2 separate regions of the Zea mays genome follow, and region 1 is linked to region 2. A link is a contact called in public Hi-C data. All regions are on one chromosome and are shown on one strand. Each heading gives the region's core, a stretch centred on a gene start, on an enhancer-like site or on the middle of the called end of the contact. The rest is flanking DNA. Distances are from core to core; before and after follow the strand shown.

Region 1 (4,889 bases), core at 1,860-4,359, 740 kb before region 2:
GTACTCAACGTTGGTAAAGATCCTCAATGTAACATTTTACATATATATGTTAGATGATTGTGCAATATATGTTACATTGCTGGCGGGGTGTGCTACTTGATTTAATTTGATAAACAAGTCAACATCATTGATCTGTAAAATCGCATGTAAGGGAAGGGGCTAAAACTCTGTTCAGAGGGGCAAAATCATCATTTCCATATCAACATAACTGCAACTTAACAATTCAACGACGGAAGTGGCACACAAAAGTCAAATAGTGGCACACAAGGGAAACACAATTTTGATTTCACTCAGGGAACCAATATAATTTATAATGCCATTGAGGAATTTGTTTATCACAAAAGCTATAGGACAAAGATTTATGAGCATACGTGGAGTCAAAAAGGTCGATACCAGCAGCCACACCCTCCAAGACCTCCTCTAGAAGTCACAAAATGTACTGAGTTATCAATGTGTGATAATTGTAAAAAAAAAGTTTTTAATACAAAGATATCTCAGAATTAACTTTCGGAAAATTGTCAAAAAGATCTATGTAAAGCTTCTCATATGGAAAAGGAAAAAAAATTACTAACCAATGTATTTATAAACCACCATTAAGTGACAGGCTAAATTTTGGATAAGTTTAACAGCTAGGCTGTAGCTTGTTAATTATGATGATGAGGTTAAAATGTAAGAAGTCACAGATCAGACAAAAAAGAAAGTGAAGCTTCCTAAGCCATTGCCCCTGTGGAAACAGCATAACAAAATCCAAAGTTACTGGGGAAAATACAGCACAGGCACCTGGAAGACCAAGCCTAGATACGAGCCGAGGTTTTTCCCGTGGCAAGCAATCCTGAAAGAAAGAAAAGCAAATAATTAGTCACATTGTGAACAAAAATAAAGATCACTTCTAAATACATTAAAAGACAACATCTAAAAAGCATGAACCGTGGCTTCAGCTTAATCACAATCGAAGGTTACACAGGGCAGGGGGCTGTATGGTAATCTAAAACGTGTAAATTATTGTTTCAAGCGAATATTACAAATGCAGAATATAACCATTAAATGCTACGTCAAAAATCAAAAATCATAAGACAATCTGAATACGGTACTTTAATATGACAGTTGAAATCTTCTATTACAACTCGAACACATTTGAAAATTTGCCGTTCTTAAAACTGGCATGCCACCATCTCACTAACATGTGGGGTGGTGTGTCACAGATACGTCAGCAGGATCACAATAATGAATTGTTGATCTGCAGGAGTGGTACTTCATAAAATTCTCTCATTTTGACAGGTTCACATTCGGCACATTATTTTAATGTAAATGCCGCCCTAACATAGTGTGGCAATAGAATTTTAAGCATAGCCCAGCAAATCATCATCAATGCACTTTCATATTTGAAATAAAAAGCATTTTTATCTCACTGTTGTGGCATTGAGCAAAGTGCAACGTTCTTCAATACTCTCTCCAAAGCCAAATCCTGCAATCCAAAAGCCTGCACCAAATTTGGCAACAAAAGGATCAGTATTTTTCCCAAATTAATTAAAAACATCACCATCAAGTGAATTCCTAAAGAGCTAGTGCAAGCTTAAGAAAAAATCATAGGTACATCCCTCTTCCCTCGAGATGGGTACTTACAAAATAAAACTACTGAAAATTACTAATATCAAAAGAAATATAAAATAACCTGAAACATTCCGCTTCGACACTTCAGTGGCACATAGCTTTCGCTGTTCTAAGCTAGATCCTCCCACAATTACACCAAAACTATTAGTCCCAGAAGCCTGAAGTAAGAGTTGTAAAAAAAACAATAAGAGAAGGCAAGCCTGAGGTTGATTCCATCTGTAAAAAAAGTTGGCAGATTTTAAGAAGCTTGCACCAGAGGCCTCCAAACTTGTAGCAAATTTGATAACAAATTAGAAGTGTCACTTAGCCATTCATTTTCGCTCTATTTCAGACATTCCAATAGTGACAACTCTTTGAAAAGTAGAGAAAGATGTATACATTAAAGTCATCAAACACAGTTTGATGAAAACAGCTTATCCTACCACATCCAAAGCAATACATGCATCAAGCCACCGCAATGTCCTGTCAACAGAGACTTTGTTTCGTTTCTCAGTCACCCAAGCTGGTACCTCATCCGCCAAACTGGCCCATATATTAGGCTTCATACAGGAAATCAACTCCATATAGTCTGATGGTTTTACCTGAAAGAATTAAAAAAAAAATCAAATCTATATATGTAAACAAACATGCACCCTTGAAAGCTGAAAAATGAAAGGACTAAGTTACCGACCAGTCTACGACCCGAAGGAGTTTCAAAGGAGGCACCAAATTTGTTGGTGGCTTCACATGATGGCAGACTCTCAATAGAATCGCTTGCCGCCGCTACAAGAATGTGATCAGGTAAACCCAGCATACCGTGCAAACCCCTAATAGCTGATATTGTCTTCACTGGAGGGCCTTCTATACTGAGAAAATAAAGGAAAGGTGATCAAACTCTTTCAGTTAAATGGCTACAACTCACAAGAACATGACCGTACGGTTCCAACCAAGAGGGGCTAGTTCTAGTTATTTGAGGGTTTTGTTTTTAAACAAAAGCATATACGGTCAGAGTGGAGGGAAACTGGATCAGGTGGAGGAGACTTACAAATGGGTAGGACAGACATGGAGAAGGAGGGAGTCCGGGAGTGGCAAGGAGGCAAGGAGGTCACAGGACAAGAATGCCGGCAGCCCCTTACGAGTGGACAGCAGCAGCGCCGGCGTCTCAATGCCAATGCCGGCGCCGGCTATATGGAGCGCACCCGCCCGCGCCTTCCCTCCGCCGCTGCAAACTTTCGTCACCACAAACCTCATCGCTCTTTCGATGGCGCAGAAGACGGCGGAAGACGTTCCGGCAATCGGTCGAACTCCTAACGTGCGTGCCACGACGAAAGGGGGAAAGGGAACATGCGCAGGATAATAGTGAACTTCTCGGTTGAAAGAGTGGGCAGAACGCTTCAAGCAGAGATTGGCAAATGTAGACGCGGTGGCCGGTGGGTGCGCGATGGTGGTTGCCTGCTGGGGAGCTACACGACCGGAGTGGTAGAGCGCGAGGGTGGTTTGGAGGCTGCCGCCGGAGAAGGTGAACAAGGACTAGCGGGGAAGATTGACCACAGTCTAATTGCGCGTTCCAATCCGTACGTGGGTTGGGCCAGGCCCATAAAATGAGAATAAACAATTTTTTTTCTTTTCAGATTATAAAATCTCTACTACTTATTAAAACTCCAAGGGTAGTCTGCCGTTCTGCTGTTATGCGATCTCAACCGTCCGACTCGCACGGACTGTCTCGGATCAATCTATACCGTCCGACTGCCACGGGCTCAAGCTGTGCAGCGCGTCCTCCACGGAACCGCCCACTCGACCGCTCGCCTCCTCTCTCTCTCACCGCATCTCCCGCGCGCACTTGTGCCTGCTCCCCCGAACCCGCCTCACGACGCCCTCCGAGTCTCCGACCCTCACGTCTCGCCGCAGCTTTGGCCCTCGTCCCATCCCCGACCACGTCCATTGACTGCATCTCCACCACCTCGGCCTCGCCTCCAACAACGATGATCCCTCCGCCTCCACTTCCGCTGCCACGGCTAGCGCCCACTCGAACGCCACGACGATCTGCTCGACTGTGGCTGGGCGCGACCCGACCTCCAGTTCGCAGCTGCTGGATTCGATGATGTCATCCTCCTATGGGAGAGAGACGATGAGCCCACGGGGCCGGTGAGGGGCGAGGAGGATGGGGCCAAGAGGAGGGCATGTCAGATTGCCAAACCTGATGCCGCCTCCCCCGGTGCACCTCACGCCTGCTCCCCCGAGCCCGCCTCTCGATGCACCGGCGCGCCGTGCCTGCAGAGGTGGGCGCCATCCAACCCCTCTCGTCCCGCCCTAGCTCCAACCCCGTGGGCCCGCCTCCCGACGCATTGGCGCGCCATCGCTCGGCCCCAGCGCCGGCGTGCCGTGTCTACATAGGTGGGCACCCTCCCGCCCCATCCCTTCCCCGACCACATCCATTGATCAAACCCTAAACCCTCACCCTCTGTCTCTGTTTGCATCCGATTCTCGCCGCACGACTTCCCCGGTGAGCTCGGCCCCCGCCGTGGCCTCCTAGATGAAACCCTAGCTCCGACTCCCATATCGTTGGGGCATGGAGAAATGGTGACGGAGGCAGAGAGCACCGCCCATCGCCCTCTGCGCCCGGTCACCGGCCACGCTTGAGCGAGCCAAGGGCATCTACGGGAACAAACAGCCACCTACGGCGGCATGGGAGGTTATCAGGCTCTCGCACCCATGCCCAACGTTCTTATCGACGCCGCTATCGTCCGCGTCTGCATCCTCCTCTGTGTCGGTGTCGGCGTCCAGCAGTTGTGACTCCTCGCTGGGGTCCTTGACGTCTGACGAACAGCGACCAAATCTGCTGCCTGTGCGAAAGGCTGGTTGGATTACATAAAGATGAGGGAAGAAATGCTTTGGTAAGCAGTGTTTTCTGCATTCTAAAAGAAGATTCGTACATAATGCTACCCTGCTCAACTGCAGTATGAACACCATGCATGGCAGACACTGGTGGCAGTAAATATGTTGTTGCTCGGACAATAATTATCGCTGTTGAGATGAGCACAATTGAGGGTGAAGGGAAAAAGAGTGCTCCTATGTCCTCCTGACCAAGATACTTCAGAAGTGAACAAGCACGCACATGGTACGGAAGATAGGGTATTAGCACCTTGGCCATACCTTAACGAGACAAAAAAAGACAGGTTAGTACTCAAATGAATATCTCAATTCACACACCAATAATTATTTAAGGTATGATATTGTTGATTGAATTTTATACACCAATAAATACCATGTCAATTTCATCCATGGAATAAGCAACAACT
Region 2 (4,950 bases), core at 310-2,809:
TGCTCCCAATGAAAATATTCTTGCAGGCAGAAGCCATCCTTCCTCAAGATAACCCCTGAGCTAGGCATTAACGCAAAGGACAACCTCTATCCATAAGATCTAAGCAGGGATAAGAATTTTTGTAAATCATATTTTGATACTTCATCAGAAGTATCTATAAAGGTATGGATATCAAGGTAGACAATGCATCAAAGGGTTTCCAAGCAACTCCTATAAACCTAATGCACATTTCGCTAGACTTAAAGTGTGTAAAAATTATTTAAAAACACAAGGAAGGGGTTGCATGCACCGAGGCTTGCCTGGAATAAACACTACGTTAGTGTTTGTTAGGTGGCGTCCACTTGGCAATCAGCTTTTGGTCTCACACTTGTTTAGATTATCCATCTTCAGATTTATCCGACTGACAACATCGTCTTGCGGAGATGTCCAATCTCTGCATTATCCTGGGGTCGACTTGGGTCGTCTTCCGCATCACGTGATTAATTATCGTGCCTAAATGAAATGCATAATGCACATGAATGCATATAGACAGGAATAGCACACGACTAATTATCATTATACCGAAGAGGATTAAAAAGCATCACAAACTTCGTACGTAAATCCTATATACCTATGACTCGCTAGCACAATAATCATGTTCGTTCGGTTTAACCGGGCTTGCTCAAATCTCAAGAAAATAATAACCCTAGACACGACCTATAAACGCCTAAGCTAGGTAATCATCCACAGACTTAATGAAACATAGGCTTAGCCCTTTCGGACACCTAAATTTAGGATACGAATAGAAGCAACTCAACCATTCATCATAAGCTAGGTGCTCATAACATTTTATGATTGTTGGTGCTTTAGATTTATTGTAATAGATTAAAGAAGTATTATTATGTTTAACATTAACACAACTTATACAGAGAAGTATCAGTTAACCTAGAACAAATATTTTAACATAGAGAACTCATGTTTGTGAACCCAACAAACTGATTTCATATCTTAGCACTTTTCAGGTCTTAGAAGAAATCTGAAAAAGAAAACGAACATCTACACAAATTAGCATCAACCCCCTCGCTGTTCCTTTTCTACTCACACCACTTCTTCTCCACACAAACATACAGGACGAACAATTTCTGGCTGCAAGGCCCTGGCTGCTTGCACCCAGCCGAATCTCAACAAGCATAAGACGAGCGCTTCCCCCCCCACAACTACCCTGCCCCATTCAGCACAACATGAGCCCAAAGACCATACCTGCCTGGCTGCCTCACCCTATCACAGACGCCAGCTTGGAGTAGATAAACGACCTGACGATGGGGATTCTTTTCTATGGACGACGACCAAAGAACAAAAATGTAAACAACGAGGTGAGTTGTTGAGGTAGAGCGTTGGGCTGAGACTGGTGGTGGCGGTATGCTTGAGCTTGAGGACATAAAGATTTTTCACTGGGAGAAGGAACAAGATAACAGGAGGAGGGAGAAAGAACGTTTTGTTGCGTCTGTGTTTATCGCAACGGAAAGACTCGCTGGTGCCAGCAGCTGCTTGGTCCCCAGACACGCGGCCTCCACACCAAGACCCACGCACGATCCAAGCCATAGTGAGGCAGTCGATGAAAGATCAACGGTGATTTAACAGAGAGCAAACAGACAAATGAAGATTTTTCTCTGCTCCCAGAACCGAATCACACATCCTCCACTAGAGAAAAAAACACCCAACAGCAGACGACTGAACCTAAGTTCCCAGCCGGCCTAACAGCCCAATTTCAAACGAATTTTTCTCTGACAATCGCTAAGCAACATGTAAATCGGCCTTAATCAAAGTTGTACACTGATCGATGCTCTTTCACTTTGGCATAAGAACCATGATGGAATTCTTCACGGATCCAACACGGAGAGCGCCAAAGTTCGCTAGAAATCAATGAAACTCGACTTCAGTTTTCTGAATCTGCCCATTGTATAGAACCGAGCCCCTCCCCTAAACTGAACATAGTTCAGTTTCAGATCCAAAACCCGACAGCACAAACTGAAGCACAAATTTCTCCTAGTTCCAAACGAATTCAGAGGTGTATTGTTTAATAAAATTTTCTCCCCAACAATAGCTCTCCTAGTTTGTTGTGCTGAAGATCGACCACAAGTTCATAGATTTGGAAGTTACAGGAGCCCGATGCTGAGAAGAGCAAACTATTTCTGAACATTCAATGGATCGAACAGAAACTGAAATTGCAGCATTCTCCTTTTCTTCCAACTCTGAATTTTCTCGAGTTATCTTAGATCTTTTCTAGGAACTGAAAGTTTTCTAAACATGAAATCTTCTCCCCAACCATGGAACTGCCAGGTCACCACAACAATCCAAAGCCGCATTTACACAGAATAAAAGTTACACATGCTCAAAGTGAACCCAATCCACTAAATGTCGTTTTCAGTTAACTGAAAACAAGAAGCTGACAGGAAGCACTTTGGAACAGATTTACTCCCTACTTTGTGCAGCACCAAGCTAAGCACCCCTAAGTAAAGTTTGTCACTAATACTTGGTCTCCAACTTTTCAATATAATCCATAGTCTACAACCTGATGGAAAGGTCACAAAAGTGCTCCAACAGAGCACCAAACACTGCAATTTCAGTTTTCATTGGACTGAATAAAATTCAGTTTCTGCAAACTGACAGTCCAATATTGGACAACGCTTACTTCACTTTTTGTGTGGGATCAAGCCCAACTCACTTGAAGTAAATAGTTCACTAACATATGGTCTTCAAACTTTCTACAATAAATTCAGTCCGAAAGCGTATAGATCAAGCACCACAAAGCCCCAAAGTTTAACCAAACACATTGATTTCCGACTTAGGCACTGAATAATAGTCAATACTCCTTTTATTTGACAGCACAACTTTGTGCAGTGTTTTCTCTCATTCCTAAGCGTTTTAAAGGGCAAGTCCCTCACTATAGATTACTCCCCCAACATTGGTCTCTAGGTTTGCTACAGAAACTACAGCCTAAAAGATCATGGATTGATCACCAAGGAGCTCCAAACTTGACACTTTTCACTGAAATTCAGGTCTCAATCAGCCATAGACTAAGTCTGAAATCGAAACCTGCACATTGCATCTTTGGGCCGTTGTTTCTCCCAGTTCCATATAGCTTTAGGGGCCGGTTGCCTAAGCAAATTTGTATCCCTAGTATAGCTCTACAACCTTGTTATAATGTCCACCTTCAAACTGTTTATAGATCAAAAGTTATGAGAACCCAAAAACAGCTAGTTGATATTATTTTCAGCAAACTTCAAATCTGATTCAAAACTGAATTAAGCATTTTACTCGGTTCGGTTCTAATTACCTCGATCTGCTTAATTTTTAAATAACGACAAAACCTGCGAACCCTTGAAACAATACATTCCGAAATTCGCGAAAATTTTGAAAAGAGTCTGGATAGATAAAGATGTGAATAATATAAATTCTGGATAGAAAATTAAGACAAAGAGATTGTTATTATCACCAATAACTCGTGCTTAATTTCATAGTCGCTGTCGAACGAGAGATAAACACCAGGGGTGTTAAACCCTCCCCTTAAAAGAATCTCGTCCCGAGATTCGGAGCGAAAGGCCTTTTAAGAGTAGAGAGACATGTAACTCCTATCTATATCAGCGATAGCATAAGGCAGTTCCAAGCAAAGGCGAGTGTCTCAGGAGGTTGTTTCTCTAGTGAACATAACATATATCGCCGTAAGCTAATTTAGAGATGTCTATCAGTAGAGACGATGTCTGCCAGAAGAACACATAAGGTTCCATGGGTGCAGTTTGCTTTTTTTCTGATGACACTGTACTATCTGAGTCTGTTGGGCGAGCGGTAGATATGCGACTTTACCCAAACATAATTAGTTGCAACCTCTTGGGTAAAACACATCGAAAGAAATTCGTTGATAAATCATCATTGGAAGTCCATAGCACACGAGATGGGTGTGGATGTCAAACAACATCATGGTTGACCCGTGGCTAGCCAGAAAATCCAAGTCCAATGATGATAATGGAGACTCGAGGAAACATCAGTGAAGGTTATCAACAAATGTTCGCTTCACAATGAACCCACCTCATCATGCACTAGTGCGACTCCGCCTAATCACGCATGTTGAATACTCACATGGGAGGCGGTCGAGGCGCGACTAGAGTGATGATTAGATGGCTACCAGTCGACTTGACTTGATTCTTGCAGGTACTTCCTTAGGATGGTTTGAACCAAAGTGAGTTTAGACAACTCGATAAAACGATATCTAAACTCAACCTTTGTTAACAAAGCAATTACAAGTTAGTAAAAACCAACTTGTTGAACTACTTTTGACATTGAGCAGGTCCTCTCAGTACCATCGGTATGCCAAAGGTTGAGAGTTCATATTTGCTAGGAAAAAGTCATTCATTTGGGTAGAAATCCATTTGGTCATGTTGTTCATTCATTTCTTCATGCGAGATGAACTGACTTGGTGAGGGAATACCTGGATTAAATAAGGGAGCGAATGAACAAACTCCTGCATCTCAGTAGCAGGGAAAATCAATCTCCATTTTGAGAGCTAATCAGTTGTCTCTCAACACTAAAAAGCTTCAAGGCTTCACCTTTACACAAAGGATGCAAAGGGAACTTGTATAAGTAGTCACTACCAAGATCAAAAGAAAAGAGACCACACATAAAAGTGGTATGCCCTTTTGATCCAACAGAGATAATAGATGTTGCTTGATCCCTTGACAAACAACATAGAAATTGTTTCAAGGGAAAGATCTGCGGGAGATAATATATCAATGTAGTTCCATAATGGATCATGACTAGAGACCTTGATACCAGCATGCACCAAGCAGCATAACCTTGCGTGTACATTCACAAGGGGCTCTCAGTTTCGCAGCGGCGCCATAAGTCATTAATCGTGACACCATTACCGAACAACACCAATAATGAATCCCACATGGTAAAACTAGATTGGGCCAA

What was found. A called contact is a pair of places that touch in the nucleus more often than the background predicts.
Region 1: a Hi-C map of leaf shows a contact between it and region 2, with 5 times the contacts expected there. The contact joins the promoter of LOC100192965 here to the enhancer-like site in region 2. A contact is called at or near these places in 8 of 25 Hi-C or Micro-C datasets (bundle sheath, ear, leaf and 2 more).

Annotation. Positions count from the first base shown.
Region 1 is chr1:120,679,414-120,684,302 of Zm-B73-REFERENCE-NAM-5.0, reverse strand. It overlaps LOC100192965 (Queuine tRNA-ribosyltransferase subunit qtrtd1), which reads right to left and starts at 3,109. Exons shown (of 10, transcript NM_001358514.1): 1 at 2,636-3,109; 2 at 2,282-2,456; 3 at 2,034-2,192; 4 at 1,673-1,769; 5 at 1,410-1,480; 6 at 781-832; 7 at 372-420. The coding sequence starts at 2,841.
Region 2 is chr1:119,942,395-119,947,344 of Zm-B73-REFERENCE-NAM-5.0, reverse strand. No RefSeq gene overlaps it. Among protein-coding and RNA genes, the nearest start is that of LOC100382157, 89 kb to the right of the region's middle. Within about 2 kb of position 1,559, at least 5 of the 20 cell types and tissues checked have an H3K27ac peak or open chromatin away from gene starts, as enhancers often do. A contact at or near this core is called in leaf, where this site is marked.